Linked DNA regions of Sus scrofa: regions 2 and 3 are each linked to region 1. Evidence: chromatin contacts called from public HiChIP or PLAC-seq data. All regions are on one chromosome and are shown on one strand. Each heading gives the region's core, a stretch centred on a gene start, on an enhancer-like site or on the middle of the called end of the contact. The rest is flanking DNA. Distances are from core to core; before and after follow the strand shown. Region 1 has its middle 180 kb from the start of RREB1. Region 2 overlaps RREB1 (ras-responsive element-binding protein 1). Region 3 overlaps RREB1 (ras-responsive element-binding protein 1).

Region 1 (2,748 bases), core at 125-2,624:
GCTCCTCCCAGGCTGGCCTGGATTTGCCGAGGTGGGTTGCTAAATTTAATTGCCAGTTTCCATGCCATGTGATGGTGTGTGACAGGCCAGCTCACCCCGTGAGCTCGCCAAGGGGTTTAAAATAAATGCTTTCTGACGGAAAGGATGATAGAGATTCCTGTTATTCACCAGCGTGCCTGGCGATTGAGCTGCTCCAGGTCTCACGGCTGGGCCCCTGCAGTGTTAATCTCATGAGCTCCCGCCCCGCTCCCGAGAGAGGCTTACAGGGCCGGTCGGGAGGCCTTCGCCAGCCCAGGCTGTCCCAGGTCTCTGCGACCTTGGAATGCAGAGAGCCCTGCGGGGCCGGCCTCAGGGTCTCCATCTGAAAAGAGGATGGCTAACAAAAAACCAGGAGTAGAGCGGATGCGTGGAGCTTTGGGGCAGCGAGCCCTGGATGCAGATTCAGTACTGACGTGAAATGGTCCTCAGAGCCCCATCCGCAGGCCCTTCAGGGAAAGCAGCATCCTTCTTGCCCGTTGTCTTTAACACACCGCCGGAAGCAAAATGCTGGCGGACCTGGCACCTCCCCATGACGCCTTCTGAAGCCCCCCCACCCGCGATGCTCAGCCTTCCTCTCCACTGAGCCCTGGGCAACCTCGGCCGCACCGGGGAGCCTGTGAGGAAGGCAGAGTCTCCTGGACCCGTGTGAAAAGAACGCGGGGAAGGAGGCTCTGAACAAAACTCGGCGGGAAAACACAGGCCCTGACCACCTCGCACCTCCATCCTTGCCCCCGTATCGTTCGGCCTGAGCTTTCGGTTTGGTGCGAGGTGGAGGACATGGGCACAGCTGGCAGATAAGCTGGAGATTCGTGTGCCAGGGGTGACGTCAAAGGAAGCTGCTCCTGGGAGGCGACCCTCCGTGGGTCTGTTCTGTCTCTGCTGGTGTCGCAGGCAGAGGCAGGGACTGCCCTCGCTCCCGCTTGTCCTTCCAAGGATGTCTGCACAGAGACCGGCCTTCGAAGACAGAGGGGGCGTCTCCCGCTGGAGCACAGGGCTGGCTTGTTTGCCGTCTAGTACCAGAGGTGGTCTGTCCCCAGGCTAAGGTTGCAGGTAGTGTAGAGCCCATTATAAAAAGCTGGGGTTTCCTACACCCGGCTGCTGTCCTGTGTCTTGCTCCACTGCGTGCAGAGGGCCCCCCTGGCCCTCTCTGCCCACCCTGTGGGCTGGGGCTTGGGGGCCCGGCACAAGAACACGATGACACCCTGGCTACTGCCATCACTACAAGCATTAAACTGTCCTCTGACTCTCATCCCCAAGTCTCATACCCTTTGCCGGCGGCCCTGAAGCTGTCACAGGCTAACTTGTTAACTCTGCAAAATCTCCAGACCTTCCCGGCGCTGGACAGTCGCCACGTAATGAACAGTTAAGGACGCTCGGCATCAGCTCCGTTCTTGTCCCGGCCAGACGATCGGCCTGCAATGCAAAGCTGCCCAATCGAGTTCTTGTCTCCAAGTAAACCGTCCTTAAATGGTTAAAGAGAAGACAATCCGTCATTTAAAAAACGTTTACATGTTCTATATAATCGCTGCCAATCTAATATTCAAAGGGTTTTCATGCAGATTCTGCGTAGCTCTAGAGAAATGAGCTGAGAGGCCCAAAAATGCCCCCTTAATGTAAAAGGAAAAGCAAATTTCAGCCACTAGAGCGAAGCAAAAATGAGTCAGCTTGGAGGAAGTAGGTTCAGTGCCAGGCTAGATGAGCACTTGTGGGAGCTTAATGGCAGAACGAGATTGGACTAGATGACTGCAAAGATTCCTTCAAATCTAAGACGCTACCGTGAAGGAGGCTGTTTCAGCGGGACGTCTGCTCAGATGCGCACCCCAAGGAGCAGAGGGGAGCCCGCAGATCCGGCCGCAATCCCACGGCACCCGGTAGGACGATCGTGGGCTCCGTCTTAACGAAGGCCTTTCTCATGCAGAAGCGCAGCCAAGTCTGGCTCACCCAGACGTGAGCTGGGGCTGGAGAATTCGTGCCAACCACGTCCACCAGGGAACTGGTTTACAAACCAGGGAGCCAATGCCTAACGCTTCGAGCAAAAGACGAGGTCTTCCAGTGACTGCCATCTTCTGGTCCAGCATACGGCCCACCCTCCCTCTCCCCAGCAGCTCGGTTCTAACGAAACCAAATGAACAGCCAGTTGTTTGTCTGAGCCACCAGACCAAGAGAAAGGGACGGAAAGGCCTGGAACTCAAGTCATCTGAGGGGTGCATTAGGCGATTACATCAGAGGCTGGTGAAACCTCTCCTCCCCAGGGAGGAAGAGATTTTGCAGCAGCCAGAGTGTTGGCAATGTCACCTTTGACAGAGATGGAAACACTCAGAGATTCTTCGTTTCCTCCTCCCTTTCCAGACCCCAAGAGGCCATCGGTCTACTGCTTTTTTTTTTTTTTTTTTTTTTTTTTTTTTTTTTTTTTTTTTTTTTTTTTTTTTTTTTTTTTTTTTCGCTATGTCCACTTTGAGCTAGCCCAACGCAGGCCACGGATCACTGCTTGATACGTAGCAATGTTACCATGGAGGACGGTTTAGCGATCGTTAATGCCGGTTAATCCTCTTTCTTAAGATGCCGAAGGAAATACCTTCGTTGCATCAGTAGTAAACGTGTATGAGGCACCCATCAGAAGTTCCAGGGCAGGGATCAAATCCGAGCCACGGCAGTGACAATGCCAGATCCTTAGCCCACCAAGGCGCCAGGGACCTGCGACCCACTGGC
Region 2 (2,748 bases), core at 142-2,641, 280 kb after region 1:
ATCTGGCAAAAGTTACCTAATCTTATGTGGCTTCTGGATGAAAGGAGATCAGGTAATAAATAATTTTTAAATTGTTTCAGTTAAATTATTTCAATAATTTAAAAATTATTTCAGTTAAACTGCATCTGGCAAATGAATGAACGCTTGTTGTGCGCCAGGCGCTTGACCAGACTTAAGAGAAAAGCAGTGACGGTGGAGACAGGGCCCCTTAAGGGCCGTCAGAAAACAGTGAGTGAGCCATTCTCGCGGAGTGAAGGGGGTCAGGCTGAGGCCAGGTGGGCCGGTGGCCTGCTGTCCAAGCTTGGCTGGCAGGCCGAAAGCTGCCCTTGGCATTTTACCCCCGATGCCGTGGCGCCCCCATGTGCTTGCCCGGCTCAGGGCCTCTGCCCCATCCGACGGGATCCTGGATGTTTGTGAGACAGACACCCCTAAATCTGCAGTGGGAGTTCGTGCCAGGGGAACCTGGTGGGCTCTGCAGGGGCAGCTCCCTGTGCCGCCAGGGTGGGGGAGAGGTGCCAGAACCTTCTTCCTCTGGAGTCTCCGGTGCTCCGAGGAGTGTTCGGCTCCCTTCACTGCACCCCGCTGCCTCTGCCCCGCCCCCGCCCGTCATCTGCAGGGGACCCTAACAGAGATTCCCATGGCGCTGGTCCCGTGCTTGTTAAATGTCAACCTAAAAATAGGGAGAGGGCATGACAAAATCCTCGTCAGCATCTCAAATTTAAGAGTCCCTGGGTCTCCAAGGCTCAGCCAGGTGGAGCAGATTGGAAACGATGCTGGGGGCTGAGCGAGGGGAGGGCATGTGCCCTTCCGTAGCCGGAAGCCGGAGGCACCTTGGGCAGGGTTGCCCCCTCCCTATCCTGCCCACGGCCCCTCCGAGACTCGGCTCCTGGGCTCCCGCCAGCCCACCCGCAGAGCAGCCCCTGGACCTGCCCCGCTTCACACCACGCCGCTTCGGTGGAACAGCCCGGGCAGGGCGTCAGGACGCGGTGTGCAGCCCGGCGGATTCCTGGGCGTGGGGAGGGCAGGCCGCTGCGGGCCAGGGCCCTGTCACAGGGCCATCACTGTTGCTCCTGGCAACTGGGAGAGATTAGTGCAGCTGCTGGATGTCAGTTCTCTGGCTGGGCCTGGAGGGAGGGCAGGGGTGGGCAGGGGGAGAGGAATGTCTGAACTGGGTGGGGCCCCGACCAGAGGTTGTTTGCACTCACCCCTCCTTGCCTCTGGAGACAGAACAGGGAAAACGAAGCATGAAATCCCTTTAAAAAAGGAATGTCAGTCCCTCGGTTAAAACGCTATAATGAGTAAGAAATTCAGTCTCCTGAGGAAGTAGTCAGGGTGCCTGCCGCCTTCTTAGCTTCTGAGGACAGGGCCAGAGTGCTACAAAGACGGCAGGCCTCGAGGATGTGACACGGGCGTGGCAGGAGCTGGGCTGCCCGCAGCACTGGTCCTCTGAAGGACAGCCCAGCGGTGGAGGGAGGGCAGCCAGCTCCAGCCTTGCCTGAGCCTGGCATCTCCGTGACCCTGGGCTCCGTCCCCCCACCTGGAAGATGGGCGTGGGGACGCGTGAGGATGAAGGGCATGCCCCAGTCCTCCGACTGTGACAAACACTCCGTGAACCTTTCCCTGATGCTGTTATTTGAACGTGGGTCTTGTTTAGTGTGTTCAGCCTTGCAACACTTAAGTTAGGGGTTCGTGTCCCTCGCTGGGAACCCCTTCCAGTGAAACGGAGAAGGAACTGGGTGCTCTTCCCGTGGCAGAACTTGGGAACGGGTCGGCCCTTAGTCCCTGTTATAAGGCGGCACTCCTACTTCCGCTTTCGTAAAGATGGGGTAACTGAATGGCTGTTTAGACGTGGGTTGACTCCTGCCTCCCAGAGGCTGGGATCCCGGCTGTGCGGAAACCCAGACCTCCCGAAGCCTGGCAGCACCTGACACCTTTACACGCTGGGACGGCAGGTCCTCTCCCTTAGCTTGTGGGGAAAGCTGAGATTCTGAAGAAGTGTTTCCTGAGATTTGGAACTTGCCACAGCAGTCTTTCAGAAGTGCGTTTAGCATAATGAAACAGAGCAGTTTTCTTTAACCCTTTCTCGGTGACAGGATCGTGTGCCTGGCCCTCAGCTTGACAGGAGGATGTGAAAATCAGGCGCCCCAGGGAGCAGGGGGTCTCTTTGGATTGCTCTTCAGCGTTTTACCTTGTTCTGGAGGGTCAGGACCCCCAGATGAGCCCAGGGGCACTGTAGCAACCTGGGGGGAGCTACGCCCAGAACTGTGGACCCTCAAGGTTTAAAATATTTTTTCTCTCAGATTTTTGGTGGCCTTGTTTTCTGTCTCTGTAGGTCACCCGCTGGCGACTCCGCCTCCACCTTTCTCTTGGCCTGACTCGCAGTCTGTGTGCGCGGTCACCACCCGTCGCAGGTCCTCGGCACGGTTATTGGGGAAACCGCTCCATTTGTGGTTACCCGTTCCTTGTTTCCTGGCCGGGGCCGGTTAAGTCACTGTCAGCCCTGCTGGGAGTTGCCCCGCGGACGGCTTCTTCCTCCGCCCTCGTCCCTGCAGAGTGCCCACGCCACGCCACAATCGCCACGCCACAATCGTGTGTTTATCACACCACGTTTCTACCCCAGCCCAGAGCCATGAGCTGTCCTCTAAAAATTAGTAACAAGGCCGGACGGAGTGTCCCTTACAGGCACGTGATGCAAAAGGACGGCTCTGCGGCGTCCATCCCCACGGGGCGGGCCCTGGTTCAGGGACT
Region 3 (2,748 bases), core at 153-2,652, 260 kb after region 1:
TTCTGTAGAACTTTTCGGAAATCTCCAGTTTTCTCTGCTTTACCAACAGGGCATAGCAAAACCTCATTCAGAACTTGTGCTCAAACGCAGTGAGTGTTTGTGGGAGCATTTTGAAGGCTTGTAGGGTACCATGGAAGTGTGCTGGGTCGGGGGTCTTTCTGAGTTGGTGCTTTCAGAGCTGAAGGCACCCCTGTGATCACCTTCGAGAGGTGAGCACTCCGAGCTGTGTGACCCTGGCAGGTTCATTGACCTCCCTGTGTCTTGGTCACTTCATCTGTAGAAGGCGGTGCTACTGTGCCAATTGGAACATTGCAGGGGATTCATGATTTAACACATGCCAAGCACATAAGATAATGGTTAGTTAACTAGGACTTAGAAATAAATTTAAATAAATGGTCATTAATGTCGTTGTTCTTTGTGCCACTGAGGGAAGGTGTAACGGCTGAACAGTCATATAATGCCAGAAAATGAATGAAGAAGTTATTTTTCCCTTTGTTCTTTCCTAGATTAAACTGGTAATTTAAACATCAAAACTTTATTTAGAATATTTGAGTTGATCACACTGCCTTTATTTCATCTTCTCTGTAGAAAATCGCAAACAATGCGTTAAAAGAGCACTTGGTTTTCAGTCCTCAGTCGCAATCAGCACCACCTTCCCTTGTTGGTGAAACTGTGCTTTTGGAAAGAAATGTGTATAAAAATGTGAAAACACTTACAAAAATGTGCCAGAGAGAGTAGAGTTAGATTTATTTGTCCTGGTGGATCTGTTCCAGAATCTGATACTCCAGTGGTGAGCTGTGATCTCTCCTGAGCAAATACCTGTGTTACATTAATCAGGGGCCAGAGCCCCGCTGGGATGTGTGTGCAGGAATTAAAAAGAAGAGTGAGGGCCCGAGTCTGGAGTAGCTGCATCCTTGTTTGATTTTTCTAGGCGTGAAAGGAAGTCAGTGGACTGTGTGTTTGCTGCTCAAAACCAAGAAGTTCTGTGTCTCATTTTCCTTCTGCTGCTGCTGCTGCTGCTTTCAAGATCTGTGGCAGCAGCTGGGACTCTTGAGCCGGGAGCCGATGGCCAGGGCTGGGCACCTACCCCTAGGGCCCTGTTCTGCCTTCACTGTCACCTGCCCTGGGCCCCCTTACCTGTGACAGGACTCTGTGCTGAGTGTCAGTCCCTCCCCTCAGGGCTGCAGGACCCCTCTGTGATGTGAGTCCCTGTAGTGTGGACTTGTAGGTCGGGTTCTCCGAGGCCTAATCGCACAAGGCTGGTCCAGTGCCCCTGCCCTCAGCCCCCGGCTCACCCCGTTCTCAAGGTCATCTACACGAGCCCAAGTGCCGTGTGCCTGCGTATGTGTGCACGCACTCAAGTTTCCTGGCTGAGCCCCGCCTTGCCCGTGTTTACTGCCCAGCGGCGTGCTGGAGGAGGCAGATCTGGACTCCACCCCAGATTTTGGTTGCTTTAACCCCTAGAGGGCTTCACTATGCATCTCACAGTGTGGACCTCGAGAGCTGCATCCTTCTCCATTTCCAGTTATTCCTAGCTGATGAGGAGATACTCGTTGCAGCTACCCACTTTATAAAGCAACTCTCTCTCCTTTGGCCACGAGTCATTTTATGAGAGTTCATTTGTTGTCTTTGTTTATGAGGCTAATCAGTCCTTCTGTAGTGTTTCCTTCACTGTCGTTTTATGAGAGGACCGTCAACCAGTAGAACCGTCATATTTATTTAAAAAAAAAACATTTCACAGAATCAGGTAGCAGATCAAATTACGTGTGGTCACGTTGATAGTTGCAGTGTAGCATTAATAAGCCCATTACCTACACTGCACACAGAGTTTAAAACTTCGTTCGAAGGCAAGTGTGGGGAGTTGCCATCCTGGCTCAGCGATGAACGAAACCTGACTAGGATCCATGGGTACATGGACTCCATCCCTGGCCTCGCTCAGTGGGTTAGGGATCCGGCGTTGCCATGAGCCGTTGTGTAGGTTTTAGGCAAGGCTTGGATCCCAAGTTACTGTGGCTTTGGTGTAGGCCAGCAGCTACGGCTCCAGTTTGACCCCTAGCCCTGGAACTTCCACATGCCACACGTGCAGGCCTAAGAAGACAAAAATAAATAAATGAATAAATACATGCAAGCAAGTGTAAAGTGTAACAGAATCACTTTGTTGTGCAGCAGAAATTATCACCACTTTGTAAATCAGTAAATAAAATGCCACCAAAACTTTACAAATGTAAAAAAATAAAAAGGAATTGTATATTTGGTAAATAGGGAGACTTAGAGTGATGCCAGTTCCAGCTTATTTTGAAAAAGTTTGGAGGAGAGACCGTCTCAATTTAGTATCATATCCGGTATAGTTTTTCAAGTTGCCACATCCCTGTCTGCAGATTCTCATGTTTTTGAGGTTTGAAAATCCTTTATCCCAAACCTTTCTAAATAGCCTAGTTCCTGAGCAGAATAATAGGCTGCCATCACAGTGCAAAACACGTATCATGGAAACATCCCCGTGGCTCCGGCTTTTAACTTCCCAGAACTCCTTATCAGTCTGCTCCCATGTTGAAAGTTTGGATTGAGCCGTGCTTGTCTTCCAAAACAAACCTGGGAAACTGAGCCAGGGCCCGCCCTCTGGGAGCGTGCAGTGTAGGAAAAAGGGCACTGAGCTTTGCAGTTTGCACAACTTTCCAGAAAGTGCCAGACGGCAGAGCTGTGAAGAAGTGATGATACTTGAAAGGATTGAAAGGGATCTCATTTGGAAAG

What was found. HiChIP or PLAC-seq counts read pairs in DNA pulled down with a chosen protein or histone mark.
Region 2: a contact with region 1 is called in an H3K27ac HiChIP or PLAC-seq map of skeletal muscle. The contact joins two enhancer-like sites. A contact is called at or near these places in 2 of 47 Hi-C or Micro-C datasets (heart right ventricle and skeletal muscle) and 2 of 2 datasets of contacts at active chromatin or transcription factors (alveolar macrophages and skeletal muscle).
Region 3: a contact with region 1 is called in an H3K27ac HiChIP or PLAC-seq map of skeletal muscle. The contact joins two enhancer-like sites. A contact is called at or near these places in 2 of 47 Hi-C or Micro-C datasets (both in skeletal muscle) and 2 of 2 datasets of contacts at active chromatin or transcription factors (alveolar macrophages and skeletal muscle).

The regions. Positions count from the first base shown.
Region 1 is chr7:4,331,812-4,334,559 of Sscrofa11.1, forward strand. No RefSeq gene overlaps it. Among named protein-coding and RNA genes, the nearest start is that of RREB1, 180 kb to the right of the region's middle. Within about 2 kb of position 1,375, at least 13 of the 83 cell types and tissues checked have an H3K27ac peak or open chromatin away from gene starts, as enhancers often do. A contact at or near this core is called in alveolar macrophages and skeletal muscle, where this site is marked.
Region 2 is chr7:4,611,955-4,614,702 of Sscrofa11.1, forward strand. The region is part of intron 8 of RREB1 (ras-responsive element-binding protein 1); the gene reads left to right. Among named protein-coding and RNA genes, the nearest start is that of SSR1, 73 kb to the right of the region's middle. Within about 2 kb of position 1,392, at least 31 of the 83 cell types and tissues checked have an H3K27ac peak or open chromatin away from gene starts, as enhancers often do. A contact at or near this core is called in alveolar macrophages and skeletal muscle, where this site is marked.
Region 3 is chr7:4,591,094-4,593,841 of Sscrofa11.1, forward strand. The region is part of intron 6 of RREB1 (ras-responsive element-binding protein 1); the gene reads left to right. Among named protein-coding and RNA genes, the nearest start is that of RREB1, 80 kb to the left of the region's middle. Within about 2 kb of position 1,403, at least 17 of the 83 cell types and tissues checked have an H3K27ac peak or open chromatin away from gene starts, as enhancers often do. A contact at or near this core is called in skeletal muscle, where this site is marked.